2 separate regions of the Mus musculus genome follow, and region 1 is linked to region 2. The links are chromatin contacts, called in public promoter capture Hi-C maps. All regions are on one chromosome and are shown on one strand. The core of a region is the stretch at or near the end of the contact, and the rest is flanking DNA. Distances in the headings are between cores, read along the strand shown.

The links. Capture Hi-C pulls out chosen DNA fragments and counts their contacts.
Region 1: a promoter capture Hi-C map of liver shows a contact between it and region 2. The contact joins two enhancer-like sites. A contact is called at or near these places in 1 of 39 promoter capture datasets (neural stem cells), 1 of 115 datasets of contacts at active chromatin or transcription factors (embryonic stem cells) and 4 of 9 other capture datasets (adipose tissue, embryonic stem cells, liver and 1 more).

Annotation. Positions count from the first base shown.
Region 1 is chr2:35,168,634-35,174,092 of GRCm38.p6, reverse strand. Cntrl (centriolin) reads right to left here. Exons shown (of 44, transcript NM_001379274.1): 35 at 4,778-4,851; 36 at 3,446-3,634; 37 at 2,847-3,072; 38 at 2,050-2,255; 39 at 936-1,076. Among named protein-coding and RNA genes, the nearest start is that of Rab14, 30 kb to the left of the region's middle. Within about 2 kb of position 2,547, at least 42 of the 459 cell types and tissues checked have an H3K27ac peak or open chromatin away from gene starts, as enhancers often do. A contact at or near this core is called in liver, where this site is marked.
Region 2 is chr2:34,879,662-34,885,177 of GRCm38.p6, reverse strand. It overlaps Cutal (cutA divalent cation tolerance homolog-like), which reads right to left. Exons shown (of 6, transcript NM_030021.3): 2 at 2,741-2,886. Among named protein-coding and RNA genes, the nearest start is that of Cutal, 8.0 kb to the right of the region's middle. Within about 2 kb of position 1,822, at least 15 of the 459 cell types and tissues checked have an H3K27ac peak or open chromatin away from gene starts, as enhancers often do. A contact at or near this core is called in liver, where this site is marked.

The sequences.
Region 1 (5,459 bases), core at 1,298-3,797, 290 kb before region 2:
TCTGAGGAATGGCGCCTGCGTGTGATCTTTGCCCTCCACATGTATGTGTACAGATGTATATTGCTACAGACAAGGGCATGGGTGCGCATGCACACACACAACACAAAAAGTCAGCCAGTAAACTTGCAAGCATGAAGACCTGAGCTCAAGCCCCAGAACACACATAACCGTGCTGGGCATGGGGGCTCACTGCAGGCCAGTCCATCTAAACACATGCTGGCATTCCTGAGAATGAGAGCCAAGGCTCCTCCCACTCCCACACACATATCCACCAGCACACTCAGGTCCTGGGCCTGCACACCCACTTAAAGCCAGTCAGCTGAGCTGGCTTAGCAGGTAAGGCACTTGTTAATAAGCCTCACACCGAACTGAATCCTCAGAGCCCAGTTCACGAGCAGAACGGCCTCCCACAAGTTGTCTTCTGACCTCCTCATGCTCACCACGGTGTGGGCGCACACACGTACACATTCACACATAACCATAAATCTGTAAATAAATAAGATCACTTTAAAACGCTAGTTCATGGGCTGGTGAGATGGCTCAGTGGGTAAGAGCACCCGACTACTCTTTCGAAGGTCCGAAGTTCAAATCCCAGCAACCACATGCTAGCTCACAACCATCCGTAATGAAATCTGACTCCCTCTTCTGGAGTGTCTGAAGACAGCTACAGTGTACTTACATATAATAAAAATAAATAAATCTTTTTTAAAAAAAAGCTAGTTCATTTAATTTTAAGAGTAGATTTTCAACCAATTCTTTTTCCTTAAGTTTATGTCTAAATTTTAAGGCTAAGAAAAAAATTAACTTGAAGAACACTCTTTACAGTCAGCTTTCACAAGTCCCACATTCCTGTTAAAGAGATACTGACAACAATAAACCCTGCCTGTGCCCGCACAGTGGCCCGGGCTGGTCAGCTGGGGTTCTGGGGTGCACACCTGTTTCTTGAGTTCCAGGTACTCCTGCTGCATCTGGCTCAGCTCCTTCATGAGGCGCCTGGCCCTCTCGTGGTTGTCCTGGGCCACCAGCTCAATTGTAGCCATTTCCTTTTGCATGCAGCTGTTCTCCTGCTTCTGCTCCTAGCATGCAGGGAGGCAAAGGACTTTGCAGACACACACGGGTTCCACACTCACCAGCAATGTAAAGACCTCAGTTTCTACAACTGTGAAATGGAGCATTCTGGAGGCAGGTGTAGTGTGACTGGGAGAATTTGAATCCAGTGTTTGAAGCCAAATCTTTAGCAGTACCTCTGACAAGTCACCTTCCCCTCCCTCAGCCCCATCAGTGACCCATGAAAGGGCAACATCCTTCAGGGGCTGTAGGGATTATCATTTATTGATTTGAGACAGGGTCTCACTGTGTAGCTCTGGTTGGCCTGGAACTCACTGTAAGACCAGGCTGGCCTCGAACTCACAGAGATCCTCCAGCCTCTGGTTTTGAGTCTGGGATTAGAGGACTGGGCCACCATGGCCAGCTTAAATCTATCTTTCCGATCATCCTGCCCAAGTCCTAGTTAAAGCACACCACCTTCTGATAACGCATCAGATTTCCTTCATACAGCAGTTCTACTAGTCCCTCCAGAGAGCGCTGGAAACAGCCACTCCTGGAAACACTGTGCACACTGCTCTGACTGATGTCATCACCACCCCACCCCTTAGGTCATGGGTAAAAGCATGGTAGACCAGGCTTCCTGGTTTTAACGCTTGATAAAAATTAATGCTGAACAAAAAGGGCAGATTGCCACAAACAGGCTGCCTGAGGCTCTGCAAAGGTGCCTACCAACCCAATGCCTAGAGCCTGCAGTGGGCTGAGCAGAGGGCAGAGCTCCCTACTGTGCTGTGCTGTCCACAGGATGGCTGCTGGCAGCCAAGACTCACTGTGTGCTTCAACAATCAATTATGACAAAATACACCAATAATAACCACTGGGGTAGGGCCTGGGTTGATGGATGATTTATTTTCTTCATAATGAAGCTGTGTATAAGAAAAATGCATGTGTCAAGTCGGGTAAACGTATTGATTTCCCTACACTCCCAGGGCAGCAAACACTCACCAGGAGGTTTTTCTCCAGCTGACTGCGCTGGATCTTCAGTGCTTCCTTTAGCCCGGCCACCTGCTTCTCTGCCTTCTTCCTTTCTGTTAAGAACTGGTTCCTCAGGAGGCTGAAGTCGGCCCTCATATCGTCAGCCTCTTTCTGCAGGGCCAGCAGCTCACCTGACTTGGCCATTAGCTGCTGCTCCCGTTCTGAAAGCTGCTGTTCTGGAATGTGAGTGTGCACACTTAGTAGGGTTGGCCGTGGCCCTGGGCCAGCTGTGGGCAGAGCCCTGTGCTCCTTAGTGCAGGCTGCCTGTTAGTGAGTGGAATGTTCCCTACTCTGCTGTTTCCCTCTAGTACTGGCTCGCACAAGTCTGCGGCCTACTCCACAGGCTCAAGAAAGTTTCGCCAAGGGAGAGCAAACTGACTCCAAAGTAAATCCAACTCTAGCTTAGCTCATGCATTCAACCTTCGGCTGCTGACACTGTGTTTCCCAATAGCTGAGGTCACTACTCCCAAATAACTTGTCCTTCAGAGACTCTAACATCCCACTGTAATGTCCTGCTTTCCTGTGCACGGTTCAAGGGCACGAAGAGACACATTGGCCAGTCTCAGGGTCAAACTTCACCATAAAGATACATTCGCCCTACCTCCCTGCGTCCTTGGCCATCCTTCCCAGGGCTGTTGCCTTCCTTCCTGCTTTGGCTCTCCTGCCTCCTCCTGGGGTGGCCAGGTCTGGGTCTTCCTCACATACTTCACCAGACGACCAGGACAGCCCCGCTCCCACCCTTCCCTGGATGGTGGCCGTGGACTTACTGGCCTGGGACAGCATCCTCTCCAGGCCCTCAATGCGCCGCTCCTCTTCCTGCAGGGTTCCCAGGCGTCCTTCAGCTGCCGACACGTCTGTGAGCAGCTGCTTCAGCCTGCTTTTCTGGTCCGTCAGCTCCTTCTCCAGCTGCCTCTGCTGCTGCTCCAGCGTCACTTTACCAGCCTCGAACTTCTGCTCCTCACGTTCTCTTTCTTTCTGGAGTTTTTGAAACATCTGAATAGAGAGACAATAACCTGAGTCGATCATTAAAAGAACAAATGTCCCAGATGATCCTCAGATTCCAGTTCCAAAGAGAGAAGCGCTTACAGAGAAGGGGAGACAGACAGACAGACAGACAGACAGACAGAACAAATGCCAGTGCCTCTGTAACGATGAAGCCACCTGGCCACTGTGAGAAGATACAGGTCGCTAATTAACTAGCATGTGGCCACTAAGCTCTTTACAGGATGAGTGCTGGATGACTTAACAACCTATCAGTTATATTAACCAAAGAGTCCCAGAGAAGGTGCACATGGGCAGTGTGACCTGGGTGGGGAGGTGGGAAGCCCAGAGCCCCGGGAAGCGAGTACCCCTCTGAGCACAGTACCATCTCCTGCTGGTCCAGCCGGAGCTTGCTCTCTCTGATCTCATCCTGGAGCTGCTGGACTTGCTGTTCCTTTGTCTCCGTCTCTTTCTGGCAGCTCTCTAACCTGGCCATCCATTTGCTGATGTCCTCCTGCAGCTGCGTCTGCTCATTGAGCAACTCGTTCTGGCACTTGGTGGTGTGGATCAGGTCCTTTAGGCAAAAGAACACACGGAAACACCTCACAGAGCCACTTCCTAAGGTGACGGTGTCAGTCCAGAGCCCACCAAGTCTGAAAAGTGCCACCTCCTTTATCCTCTCAGCAAACTTAGAGGAAGGTACCCAGGACTAGAAGTTAATTCCTGGCTTTCCTTGTCTTAGCGCCTAACAAGTAGATGGTGAGACCACAGTGAGAGCTTCCCGGCCTTGCCACCGAGGCAGGAATAAACGCTGCTCTGCAAGTAACCCAGGGCTGTCGAGAAAATGAAGGTGCTGGACTCAAGAATTAATCTGCCTTTGTTACTGTATCAAATATTCAGACAAGTTCAAAACTTAGAAAAAATTCTGAAAAAATTTTAACACAGAGAAATTTAAGAATCTAACATCTTGGGGGCTGGAGAGGTGGCTCAGTGGTTAAGAGCACTGACTGTTCTTCCAGGGGTTCTGAGTTCAATTCCCAGCAACCACATGGTGGCTCACAACCATCTGTAATGGGATCCTATACCCTCTTCTGGTGTGCCTGAAGACAAGGACAGTATACCCACATACATGAAATAAATAAATAAATCTTTAAAAAAAGACTGACATCTTAAAAGTAAACAGGTTTTTGTTCTAAAAGTTTTATGTCTTAGAAACACAGAACCCTGGAGGTACAGAAGAAAGATTAGGTGTTTCATCTCATTTGCTTGAAGTCCTCTGAAACACAAACTGTAGCCCTATTCTCACAGGCTGACTCAGAGTCACCTAGAGCAAGGTCATCAGAAGCACAGGGCCACAGCTGCTCTAGTCAACACCTGACCAGACCCTGCTCTGAATGGACAGCTGCTCTGCACACGGATCCCTACATCCCAGCATCCTCGGTAAGGCTTCTTTGAACTGCTGTTTGACTTTGGTCTAACTACTACCTTACTTCTTCTTAGCTTTGAGTAAATGAATCAAGAGCTGAAATAGATCAGAGAACCACCTAAGGACCAAAGCCTTATCTGAAGGCTGTGCTGGGTAAGGAGGCCCTCTGGTGCTGTGTGAGGGAGTGTGGGTGGTCTATGGGGCTGTGTAGACGACCTTATGATGCTGTGTGAGGAGCCCTATGAGGCTGCAGTGCGAACTGTAAAAAGCCAATTATATTTTGAGCCTTACCTGCTTTGCTAGGTCCAAATGGTCTTGGGTGCTATCCAGTTCCTCCTGCAGAGAGTTTATGGCTTCCTGTTTACCTACCAAAACATTTTCATAAAATGCTATTTGCAAGTATACATATAGCATATATGTTTACATACTGGATCCCCCTTCAAAGTACATTGGAACTGAATTTACATTTGTTTCTGTTAAATCAATGATGCCAAAAGACATCAAGGTTATATATATAACCTTGTGGGATTTAAAAAGGTTTCTATATTAAAGAATCTCATAAACATTTAACTAATAATGTTGGTGAGATGCATGGTTTAAAAACAAGTATATTTGGCCGGGCGTGGTGGCGCATGCCTTTAATCCCAGCACTTGGGAGGCAGAGGCAGGCGGATTTCTGAGTTCGAGGCCAGCCTGGTCTACAGAGTGAGTTCCAGGACAGCCAGGGCTACAGAGAAACCTTGTCTTGAAAAAACAAACAAACAAAAAAACAAAACAAGTATATTCTACATTGCTGCTGGAAACGTAAGACTTGGTACACTCTTTCATGAAGACAATGTATAGACAGCATTGCTATCTATTACTAACTATGTGATCTTGAGCAAATAGCAAGAAAACCCCCAATAGCACCATCTGTAAATAGATGAAATACTGGTTCTATGTCAAAAATGCTATGAAGTTTTTATTTTTGATA
Region 2 (5,516 bases), core at 573-3,072:
CACATGAAAGAATGCATGATGTTCATGAGGGATGTAAATGTGACCCCTTGGACACTGCTAGCCCCAGCACTGGTTTGCTTTGCTCCGCCTCCCTATACCTCGCTATTCTATGCATGCATTGGTTCTCCTTTCATTGTGTTGCTGAGCTCCAGTTGCAGTGATGCCATAGAGAGAAGCTTGCCAAAGAACTTCTCCTGAGGTTTCTGTGGCTTCTTGATGCTTCTGCAGCCTCAGGCTGGTTGGTGAGCCCTTGTTGGTTCGTATGTGGTGTCTGCTGACGGGACTGGACTGCAGCTGCTGGCTGGTTCATGTTTGGTGTTAGCAATGGACTGAACTCCTGATACCCTGACAGCGAAGATTGGACTCACCCCCAAAGAACTATTTCTAAGCAGGTCTATTTCCCCCGTGTCCTGATAACCTTTTTTTTCCACTACCTCAGGTGGGTGATGGGCTAGGAGGAAGGTTGACCGCTTATTAAAGTAGATGAGAAAAAATTATGCCTACAGAGCTGTTTTCCTTTCTCTGTCCTTGAACTCAGGCTAAGAGTATTGAACTTAAAATGTCATGCTAGGATCACCTCATCACCATCTACCATTTGTGGCTGCTTTGGAAAATCACCAGTGTACCACACATAAAACAGATCTGTTCACACAACCTCATCAAGGCTTACCCGCTCAATTGCCCACTGGAATTTTTCATTTTTTGGTGGCATACAAACATGAGAGAGAGAGAGAGAGAGAGAGAGAGAGAGAGAGAGAGAGAGCTACCCATCTGTTGCATGTCCTTCACAGTCTCTTAGGAATGTGAGCTTCCCTGCCTCTGATTACAGCCATCTGCACTCAAAACCATAGAGCTTTTTTATGCAAAGAAAAAGAAAGAGAGAGAGAGAGAGAGAACGGAAAGAAGGAAGAAAGAAAAAACTGCAGCTGCAGGGAGAGGGGGAAGAGAGAGAGAGGAAGAGGGAGAGAGAGGGAGGAAGGAAGGAAGGAAGGAAGGAAGGAAGGAAGGAAGGAAGGAAGGAAGGAAGGAAGGAAGGAAAAACCACAGCTGCAGGGGGGAGCGAGAGAGAGAGAGAGAGGAAAAAAGAAGAGGAGGAGGAGAGAGAAGAGGAAAGAGAGGAGGAGGGGAAGGAGAAAGAGGAGGAGAAAAAGGAGGAGGGGGAGAAGGAAAAGGAGGAGGGGAGAAGAAGGGGGAGAAGGAAGGGAAGAAGGACAGGGAGAAGGAGGGGGAGAAGGACAGAGAGGAAGAGAAGGAAGAGCAGTAGGCTAGCTGAACTCCATCTCAGACAGAGCATGTGCACATACACTGCAGACCACAGAGCCATGCCCACTAAAGCTCAGGCCCTCAGAAACTTCAGGAGGAAGAGAGCCAGGCACACAGAGGTCACAGATAAGGTCCATGGTCTGACCCTCTGGGCATTTACAAAATCTTGACTTTGTTACCAATATTTAATACCAGGGTATTTTTATATTCACAAGAACACAGATTATCTGGATCCTCAATTCCAAATGGATCTTAGCACCTTGAACATCTATCCAACTGAGCTGAGTACTACCTCCTGCCTATCTCCAAGCAGGGGCGTTTCGGGCAGGAAAGCCCAGCAGAGCCCAGGCCTATCTTCTGCAGGCCCAGGGTCAGTCATTCCCACAGCACACCGAGCCGCCCTCAGAGCAGCCTCCTCACAGCTGCTCCTCTGTGTCCTGAGAGGCTCTGTGTGTGTTTACAGGATATGCAGGTCTGAGGGTGGTGGGTTGATACCTGCCCTTCTGTCGCTGTAACTGAATGTCACAGAGTAGACGTGACACATGATTCCTGAGTCAACACCCTCCCTTTCCTCCTTCTCCCAGCATCCAGGAAGGACAAAGGTTGCCGTCTGCCATCCTCTTTCATCATATACCCTAGGCCAATTTGTCAATCTGTCTGCTAAGCATTTGTGACTGTAACCCTAATCTCCAATATTCTTCCATAATAAAACAAGAAGAGAAGGGGGAAGTCCCACTTGTTCTCTTCAGAGACATATTTATAGACAGATAAGATGGGGTTTGGGACACATTTATTGAGCACCCGCTTTATTCCATCTCCTGGGGGAGGGGGGTGTTGTACCTGTTTCACATCATGTAATTGCAACTACAACACTGTGAGGTAGGTAGGTAGCATAATGCCATCTTGTAACTCAGCATTTCAGTACTTACCTAACATGTTCAAGGTTCTAAGGTCCATCGTCCTGCAACTCCTGTCCTCCACCCCAAAGTCACATAAATAGAATTGGCACAGCCAACATTAAAACTATGGTGTAATTATAAACCCAGTGGTGCTCTTCCCAGATCACCACAGTCATTTCTAGAAAAATACCCAATATATGGACAGCCTCTTCCTTAATTGAGCTACAGGGATGAGAAAGAGGTTGGACCAGCAATTGGGAGATTTGGATCTCCCCAGGAGGCTTCACGGTCTCTTACTACCTTGAGCAAGCCACCTCTCTTTGTGGGTCTCATGTTCCTTCTCTAACCATCAACTACTAAACATTCTCTATCATGGCATGGGAGGGTCAGCCCTGGGGTCAGTCCGAACAGGATGGTGTAGTGGGTTCCTCATGCCACCGTAAGCAGAAACTATGGAGTTCTTTGTATGGAACGGGCTGTGAAAAGCAAGAGAAGGGTTGCAGTGTGGCCCTTAGAGAGCACCCTGGTAGCTTCCCACACATTTAGGGGGTGACACCTAGCCCCTATGTGCACTATACCTGGCGATGTCTCTGGCAATTTGCTCATTGGGACAGTTGACAAAAACGATGGAATAAGAGCCAGAGACATAGATCCCAGTGAGGGAAGAGTGGAGCCAGAGGCTAAAGGTCCTGAGCACGGGATACATCAGAACAGCTGTCAGGATCTACATGGTAGAAAAGAAAAACACAGCGTCAATGACTCCTGGCTCCACCAGACAAACTGTTTTGTCACCCCCCCCCCCATTCACAAAATGATTCCTGAGATCTGAGATCGGCTTTAGTGCTCCATGCATTCAGTCCCTGGGAATGGGGAGCTAGTTCAGTCTGACAAAGTGTTTTCCAAGTGGCTTGAAGACCTAAGTAGATCCCACAAGCCACGGGAAAAATTAGGGTTGGTGACCCATGCTTGCAATCTGAGCACGGAAGGTGCAGAGTCAGGCAGGTCCCCGAGGCTCACTGGACAGCCGGCATACTTGTGGCCCCCCCATATATCATGCTCTAGGCCAATGGGAGACTCCATCTCAAAAAACAAAGTTAGGAACAATGCAGGCTCTGTCAGAGGACATAGGTTCAATTCTCAGCACCCACACAGTGGCTCACAACCATCTATATCTCAAGTTCCAGGGAAGCTGACACCCTCTTCTAACTTTCAAAGGCACCACGCTCACATGTGGTGTAAGCCAAACACCCATACATATTAAATAAGGAAAGAACAATATAAAAGGCTCCTGAGGAGTGATATGCTAAGGTTGACTTCTGACACACATACATGCAATGTGTGTGCATACACGCACACAAACACACTGTTCATGCCTAGATGTTTTCCTCTGCAACAAAGGGGGGGAAATGGAGGATCACAAATCAATGAAGCAAAAAAAAAAAAAAAAACAAACAAACAAAAAACAAAAACAAAAACAAAAAAACAAAAAACCCTGCTCAAAACTCTAGCTTTTGTTGAAGGCAGAAATTGAGCTCCAGTCTGGGTGGTTTCAAATCCAGTTTGATTGCACAAAAAACAGTCACTGCAGGGAACTGTAGCTGTCATTCACTGAACAGTGAGCATCCTGGGAAGATTATTTTGAATGGTAAGCACTTATCTCTCCCGATGTTTTAGTGAATTAATTTCACTTGTGTTCATTTACCTGTATCAGGTGTTGTGCGTAGCTTAGATGCACACATTCCAGTTTTAAAATTATGCAATACATGCTACCAAGACGGATGATTAGAAGGAGCAAGAGGAAGATGTGGGGATGGGGTGCAAACAGGTTTGACTGAGAAGATACTTTCTCTATCAGTTGCTTTTCTCATTGTCACGATGAGACTTACACTTGGCTTACAGTTTGAGAAGCTGGCGAAGGCAGAGCAGACAGCCGTGCTGTGGTGTGAGGCAGTTACTCACATTTTATCTTGTCAAGAAGCAGAGAACCAGCCAGAGGCCAGCCAGGCCCTAAACCATATGTTCCCAGCATCCAACTTCCTCTACTTAACAGCCACTACCTAAAAACCTCACAATGTCCAAAGCCACACCATCTGCTGGGAAACAAGTGTTCAAACACATGAGTCTACCCAAGACATTTCATATTCAACTCAGAACATTCTGTGCCTGGCCCCATAGATTCATGGCTAGCCATATTGCAAATCTATTCAATCTATCTTGAGAAGTTCTCGTAGTCTTATGGTTCCAACACTACTCAGAAATTCAATGTCAGGAGACTCAAGGCAATGTCCTGGCTGTGAGCCCCTGTACCTTAAAAAAACTTTATACAATTCCCTAATATGAACATTCTCATTCCCCAAGGAATGATGTCTACCATGGAGAACTGAGCCAAAGTGCCACCAAAACCCAGCAGGACAGACACAGGTCCAGCAGGGATGACTTTGGTGCCTCAGTGGACTCAGCCCTTGCTCCACCTCTATCAAATGTGCTGTGTGTGATCTGTCTTACGTCAGTCCCACCAGTGTGAACAGCTTTCCTCAGAGAATGCCCCATATTTCTGGCATCCCCAGTGTCCTGCGGTCACCACTGCAACCAAGGCTTCACCTGCACAGCTTTGTAGTCAGCGCAGTCAGGAGCCCCATTCGTGGAATCAGACCCCGACAATGTGTTTCCTGACCGTGCAGTTTTGTGGAACCTCTGTGCAGGTCTCCACGATCCTGTAACTTGCACTTCTTGTGCCCATAATACCAGTATCACGTGACTCAAGCCGAGTTCTGCTGCCAGCTCAGGTGTAGCCCGTCCCACGTGGACCACAGATGCAGTGCTTTCTGTGTACCTTTGTGTACACCTGGAAAACCTCTACCCTGGGCAGCCTATTCCAGAAGGCCATTTTAGAGGTAATCTCTGTTTAGGCATCCTCTCTTCCAGAGAATTTGCAATGGAGCTTTCCATGGGCAAGGTCTTGCCCTTGAGGTGCCTTTCCTGATGCCCAGGCAGCTAAGCCCAGGTTTCTCCTGAGGGCCAATCTATTTAACAAGTATCGCTGCTTTCTCACTCCTGCTCTGTCCTGAACTTTAAGTTAACTTAGCTCCTTTATTTATCCTTTTCTTCCTGATGATTTCTATTGCTGCAACAAAAGACCACCATGACCCAAAAATCAAGTTGACAATAAAAGGGTTTATTCAGCTTATACTTCCAGATCATAGTCCATCGCTGGACAGGGACTCAAACAGGGCAGGAACCTTCTAAACTCCCAGTACAGTGACCCACAGGCTCTAGTCACAGCAGCCTATGGTTTCTCTAGCCCACAACTCTGAACTGTTTCACATTCCTCCCACAAACCAATTCCAGCGGCAT